2 separate regions of the Anas platyrhynchos genome follow, and region 2 is linked to region 1. A link is a contact called in public Hi-C data. All regions are on one chromosome and are shown on one strand. Each heading gives the region's core, a stretch centred on a gene start, on an enhancer-like site or on the middle of the called end of the contact. The rest is flanking DNA. Distances are from core to core; before and after follow the strand shown.

Region 1 (2,802 bases), core at 303-2,802:
GACTGGATATGGAGTGATCAGCGCAAGCATAAAGACCAGTATTAACTACAAATTCCTCTGCTTTCAAGGAACTGTTTAGCTTAATGATTAAAACCTCGTGAGTGCTTGAATTGTGTGAACACCTGTTAGCATACTCTGGAAGAGAAGGTATTTGCTTGCTTGTTTATTTGAAAACTCTAAAGTATATAGTAGATAAAGGAATTTTATTTGGTTTTCAGAAAGACAGTTTCGGGAGAAAAGTACAAAGCTCCAGTACAAAATCAGCACGTACTGTTTCACTGTTTAGCTTTTGTTCATGCAAGATTTCACTGTCCTGTAGGCGAGGTAGTCAGAACTGTAAGTACTGCACCTTTAAGTTTCCCACTGCTCTGCTCTTGTAGGTAGCTGTACTAATACCCCCGCACCCCTGCATATCAAGGAAGTCTGCATATTTAACCTGGAAAAAAAAAAAAAAAAAAAAAAGAGGGAGAGGACCAAGATAATAAGAAACTAGGCTGCCTTCACAACCTCAGCACATGTATATTACTTTTTGCACAGATTTCTCAGAAATAAAACATAGTGCTCGCTGAAAGACTAGTCCCTCTTTGACAGTTATGTCCAGGCAACTTTCTGCCTAAAACTCATCTTGACTCTGGGTCTACTTTTCAAAATTTTCAAGAGATAACACCCCTCCCCCCACCAGGCATTTGCACCCCTGCTTTGGGAAGAGAAGAAAAAAAAAAGTTAAAAAAAAAAAAACATACTACAAACTGTCACATGGCAGAGAACAAGCCAAGAAAATATCAGCCCAAAAGAGGCAAGTTTTGGAAAGCTGAAAAACAGAGTTACAATATGATTGCTTATATAATCTTAATTATAGAGGATGCTTCTTCCATAACCACAACGGCATACGCATGGCCTACAACTACATGTTACAGAGAACAGTAGCTATTCCACTGGTTTCTCTCTGTGCCTAACCCCCTTCTTCCTGCATTTTACAGAGCAGAAGAAATTCGTTTGCACCCTCTTCCCCCAAAATGAAAAGGTTAACTGTCATTCTAAGGAGAGACAAAAGTGTTATCGCTACTACAGAATGATATCAATCTAAATAACCCTCACACTCAGTAAATCAATAGTATTTTTCTGGTTGCATAAGAACAGCAGCCACACAGTGTTTGCACAGGGAAACAATCAATATGAATTTCATCCAAATACGGAACTGACAACAGCAGGGGATGTGACCTAAGGAAGGAGATGGGGGAGGGAAGGGGGCTACACAAGAGGAGAAAAGGAAAGCGTCAAAGGCGCTGGAGTCAGGAAAACCCTTCCAAGGTTTAGTGCCTCAGCGACCTCCATTCATATCTTGAGAAATGTCAGAAATCAGGAAATATTACTTCAGGTTGCATGCTTCTGTCCTGGCCTATCAAACACGCGGAGTAGTAACAGCAAATTACTGGAAACTGCACTTTGAACTTAGCCACTGGCAAGGATCCCAGGCAAACAGAAATGTAAAAGTTCCTTTCCTCCGTGGGGCCTCTTGTATGGGGGTGTCCCCATAGACGTTCAATAGCTGGTTGCAACAGGTTGGAATGAGGCCCTGAGCCAGAAAAACAAGCCCTGACCAGTATTATTTCCTACTGCCTATGTTGTTTATTAAAAAGATGTTTTGGCACATCGCTCCCAGCTTTGTTGGGCTATATTAGAGGTTTGAGTCCCATCGAGGAAAAACTGGCACCATTTTCACAAACTGTTTACTCCTCCTTTTCTTCCAGGATTCGGCCTCGTGCTTCCCTGTATGCATGACTATAGGTGTGACCTAAAGATATATTTGAAGAAGAATTAGAAACAGTCAGACTGGTCGCTAAGCAAAGACTCTGGATTTCCTGTGATTAGAGAGGTAATTAGCCTCTAAACTCTATCAATATTTCTAGCATAGACAGAAGAAACAACATTTTTTCACACGTCAGGCTTCCCCACAACACTGTATTAAAAAATTAAATAAATAAATAAATAAAGCTACACTGAAGTGCTCAGAATGGTAACTTGATGTTATTAACAACCCAGAGAGTGCCGAGTGAGTGCAGAAAGGCATTGTAGGTTTCCCCTTTCCGGAGGTGAAGTGATCAAAAGATTGGCCTCTTTACAGTCTGATATATTTCTGTCTAAGAAAACCCAATTTGCACAAGCAAATAAACTAGCTCATTATAAAACTAAGGGGTCAACCTGAGTCAGATAAACTCGAAAGTTAGACAGCTGAAGAAACAAACTTTTATTTAAGCCACAGCACAGGTGATCCTAGGAGGAAATGGTAAATCCCCGTAGATCCACAACTTCCACATTGGGCAATAGAGAGCAATGGGAACAGAGGTGTGGGTAGAATATTTGCAATTTTCTGAAGGCATGCAGCTCACCACACACTTAATCAGGAACAACAAATTCCAATTTTGCATACAAAGGGGCAAAAAGAGGCAAAACACCATCACATGTGGTAGTCACAGCGCAGTAAATCAGATGTTACTGCTCATACCCCACCATGTTTCTTGATCCTACAAATAATTTCTTTTTTTTTTTTTTTTTTTTTTTTGAGAAAGAGAGAGCGAGCAGGATTTCCTCTTTTTCCTTCTCCTCTATCTGGGGGGAATGAGAGGAAATAAAATAAGCCTTGGTCTGCTCACTGCTTTAGGAGATTCAGAATGAAGAAAAATCAATAAAGGGATAATAGTAAGAAAATGGACCATAGCATTTGCCAGGTATTTAGTTTCTCCACTTGTGTGTTTTCCTTGGTTTGTCTCCCCCCTCACAACTGACACCAACTCCAACCTT
Region 2 (3,242 bases), core at 485-2,984, 48 kb after region 1:
AGAACAGAGCAGGACTTATCCTAGCAGGTAGCCACGCATCTGCATCACCCTGAGCGCTGGCACAAGCTTAGCACCAGCTTCTACCAGGACGCAAAGTCTCCGTGCTGATCCGCCAGCCGAAGGTTGATTTGACGTTTAAATGTCACCTGCGAGGGCTTTAGGGTCACGGGCTTCGGAAGCAAGCAAGCACGAGAAGCCGAGGAGCACCGCACTCACTTCTGATTCACTCCGCACACCGCCCCGCCAGGCGCTGAGGCTGAATGAAGGCGCAGCAGGAGAGCTTCACAGCCGCAGCGGGCGGCAGCCGGGCTCCCGGGGGAAGGCAAAACCACATCCCACGGCACGGCGAAAGGCAGCCAGTGCCATCTGGGGGGCAGGCGGAGGGCGGCAGGGGCCGAGGGAAGCCGCCGGGGGGACACCCCCGGGCCTCGCAGCGGCGGCTGCCCCCGGCTCACGGGGCCGCATGAGGCGGGACGGGGCGAGGGGACCGGGCGGCTCCGCTCCGCACCGCTCCCGGGGCTGGCCGAGCCCCGGCCCCGAGGTGCTGCGGCGGGCGGCGCCCCCTGCGAGCCTGGCGGGGCGCGCAGCTGACGGGGAGGAAGGAAGAGGAGGGGAGGGGAAAAAAAAAAAAAAAAAAAAAAAAAAAAAGTTATGAATGAAAACAAGGGCTTCCCCCCCGCCTTCTGCAGGGGGAGGGCGCAGCCCGAGGTCGCTGCTCCCTGCGGAGGGCGGACTTCCCGGCGTTTAAAGCGCCAGCGCACGGCGGCACGGCCGCTGCCGGGGCGGGGAATCCCCGCAGACGGCTGCGGGCAGCCGGCACGGCTCGGCTCGGCACAGCACAGCACGGCTCGGTATTGCACGGCACGGCTCGGCTCCTTCCCCCCCGGGTCTGCCCGGAGCCCCCCGGCCGCTGAGCGCCGCCCGGGCTCTGTCAGGGCACCGCCGCCCTCCTCCTCCTCGCCCTCCGCCCCGCTCCGTGCCGCCCGGCACCTGCTCGCCCCGCCGCTTCCAGGCGCAAAAAAAAAAAAAAAAAAGCACGCCCCGAAGCCCATTACCTCCCTAATTACGCCGGGAGGCGCTAATTGCGGCCAAGCCGGGCTCGCAGCCCACCCCGCCGCCCCTCGGGGGTCGCCTGCCCCTCGCTCCCCGCGGCTGCTGCGAGGGGCAGCGCTCCGCCCGTCCTCCCGAGGCAGACACCGGGCTTGCAGCGATGCTAGAAACCAGCAGCAGCGGTAGTAAAAGCAGCACCGACGACCGTAAAGCAGCTCGAGCCTCACCGCGGCGGCTCCGCGGGGCGCTCCCGGCACCGGCCAGGGCTGAGCGCGGGGGCAGCGGGGAGCGGGGCTGCAGCCGGAGCCGAGCGGCTGCCATGTGCTCGGCGCTGCCGTCGGCGGCCGCCTGACAGCCTGCGAGCCCGGCCGCCGCCTCGCCGCCAGCAGATCGGCTCCGGGGCTCGCCCCGCCGCCCCCTTCGCTCTCTTTTCCTCCCTCCCTCTCCGCCCGCCCGGCCCCGCACCTGCCCCAGCCCCAGCCCCTGCCCCTGCCCCGGCCCCGGCGGCGCGCAGCTTACCGGAGGGCGAGGTGAGAGCCTGCCTGCCGGGGCACATTGGCGGCCCCGGCGCGGAGTCCAGCCCGGGCAGTGCAGGCAGCCTGGCGCCGTCCCGCCGCCGCGCCGGAGTGAGCGCGGCCGCGCTCCGCCGCCTTTCAGCGCGCAGCCCCCGCCCGCCGCCCGGCCGCGCCCCCGTGATGCCGATGTGTCACCGCGCGGCGCCCCCGAAATCCCGGACTGGACTCCGCCCGCGCACGGCTCCAGCCCGCGGGGGCCGCGCCGCCCGCCCGCCTCCCGCCCCGAGTCCCTCCCGGCCCGGCCCTGCCCCGCGCCTCGCCCCCTCCCTCCCTCCCGCACGGCCCGGCCCGGCCCGGCCCGGCCCGGCACCGCCCGGCTCGGCCCGGCCGCAGGTGGCCGCCCCCGGCCCGGCCAGCAGGGGGAGCGGGAGCCCCGAGGGGCCCGGCCCGCACGGAGGGGCAGCGGTGTGAGGGGTGGGGGGGCTGCGGCAAGGCCCTGCGGGGGTCGAGGCTCGGCGCTGAGCCGCCCGCTCGTGTCGAGCCAGGGGTCGTTTAGAGGCACCTTGAAGAACGCGGGGAAAGGATGTTAAAGGAAATCAGCGTTTGGGGAGTTATTTCTAAGAATGTGCAACCTACTGGGACGTGCGAGGCTCTTCACTACTTGGCTAACCATCCCTTAGGTCCCAAGTTTATCCAAAGTATTCTAACTGGCTTTTACAATCTCCTACAGGAAGGTGAAGATCTCCCATCGTCTGTCCCAAAGGAAAACAAAAAATACACACACACACTACGAATACTCAAAGCTGCTTATGGGGAACCTCCATTCTTACTAATACCAATCCTTGCAAACAAGAAAATACCTGTGCAAAGAAAAGACCTGTGCAAAAAATCCTTACAAACGAGAAAATAGCCATGCAAAGCTATTCTGCTGTAGCACCCCCTGTCCACCCAGACCACATGCACTGTCCCCGTGCAATTATTTTTCATTAATCTTCACCAGGCTTGGAAAGAAAATATCCAAACCACATTTTTTTTTTTTTAATTTCCATCACTATACAAAAAATTGATTTCAACAATGTATTTCTCCGTGAAATAAATACAGATGATCTATCAATTCTGAAATATCATTCGGATGTATCGTCTGATACAGACGAACTATCAATCAGACAGATGAACTTCCAATCACAGAGGCTCAAGTGACAAGCATGGCCATAAAATAAGCCAGTTCATTACTAATATTACAAGGGGTATTAGAAAATGGGATTCCTCACCGAAAGCACTCTCAGACACACTGCAAGCAGAAAGCAAAAAGCTAACTTTTGAAATTTCTGAAACCCATCTGAAACCTTTGGAACCTACCACTCTTCCAACTAACAGTAATTCCTACTGAAGAACAAAAATAACCACCAAAAAATAACAAAAGTTACTATGGGAGTGTAGCGCTTCGTGGTGCAAATCTATCATCTCCCACTATACTTTAGCTTTATTTCACACACAGAAAAAAAAACAACTCTGTTTTAAGTACAGATGAAAAACCAGCATTATATAGGTGTGCTATACATACTAATTCTTGCAGCGGTGCTGACAGGAGGAGCATCGGCGGCAGCAGTAGGTAAACTGCAGATAAACTGCAGATAACCGCACTGCTGGGGTCAGCGGGGCTCTGCTGCACGGCCA

The links. Hi-C and Micro-C count contacts between places; a contact is called where the count stands out from the background.
Region 2: a contact with region 1 is called in a Hi-C map of skeletal muscle, with 4 times the contacts expected there. The contact joins the promoter of SPRY1 here to the enhancer-like site in region 1. A contact is called at or near these places in 2 of 8 Hi-C or Micro-C datasets (skeletal muscle and subcutaneous adipose tissue).

The regions. Positions count from the first base shown.
Region 1 is chr4:46,009,854-46,012,655 of IASCAAS_PekinDuck_T2T, forward strand. No RefSeq gene overlaps it. Among named protein-coding and RNA genes, the nearest start is that of SPRY1, 48 kb to the right of the region's middle. Within about 2 kb of position 1,553, at least 1 of the 8 cell types and tissues checked has an H3K27ac peak or open chromatin away from gene starts, as enhancers often do. A contact at or near this core is called in subcutaneous adipose tissue, where this site is marked.
Region 2 is chr4:46,057,780-46,061,021 of IASCAAS_PekinDuck_T2T, forward strand. SPRY1 (sprouty RTK signaling antagonist 1) reads right to left here and starts at 1,735. Exons shown (of 2, transcript XM_027456822.3): 1 at 1,570-1,735.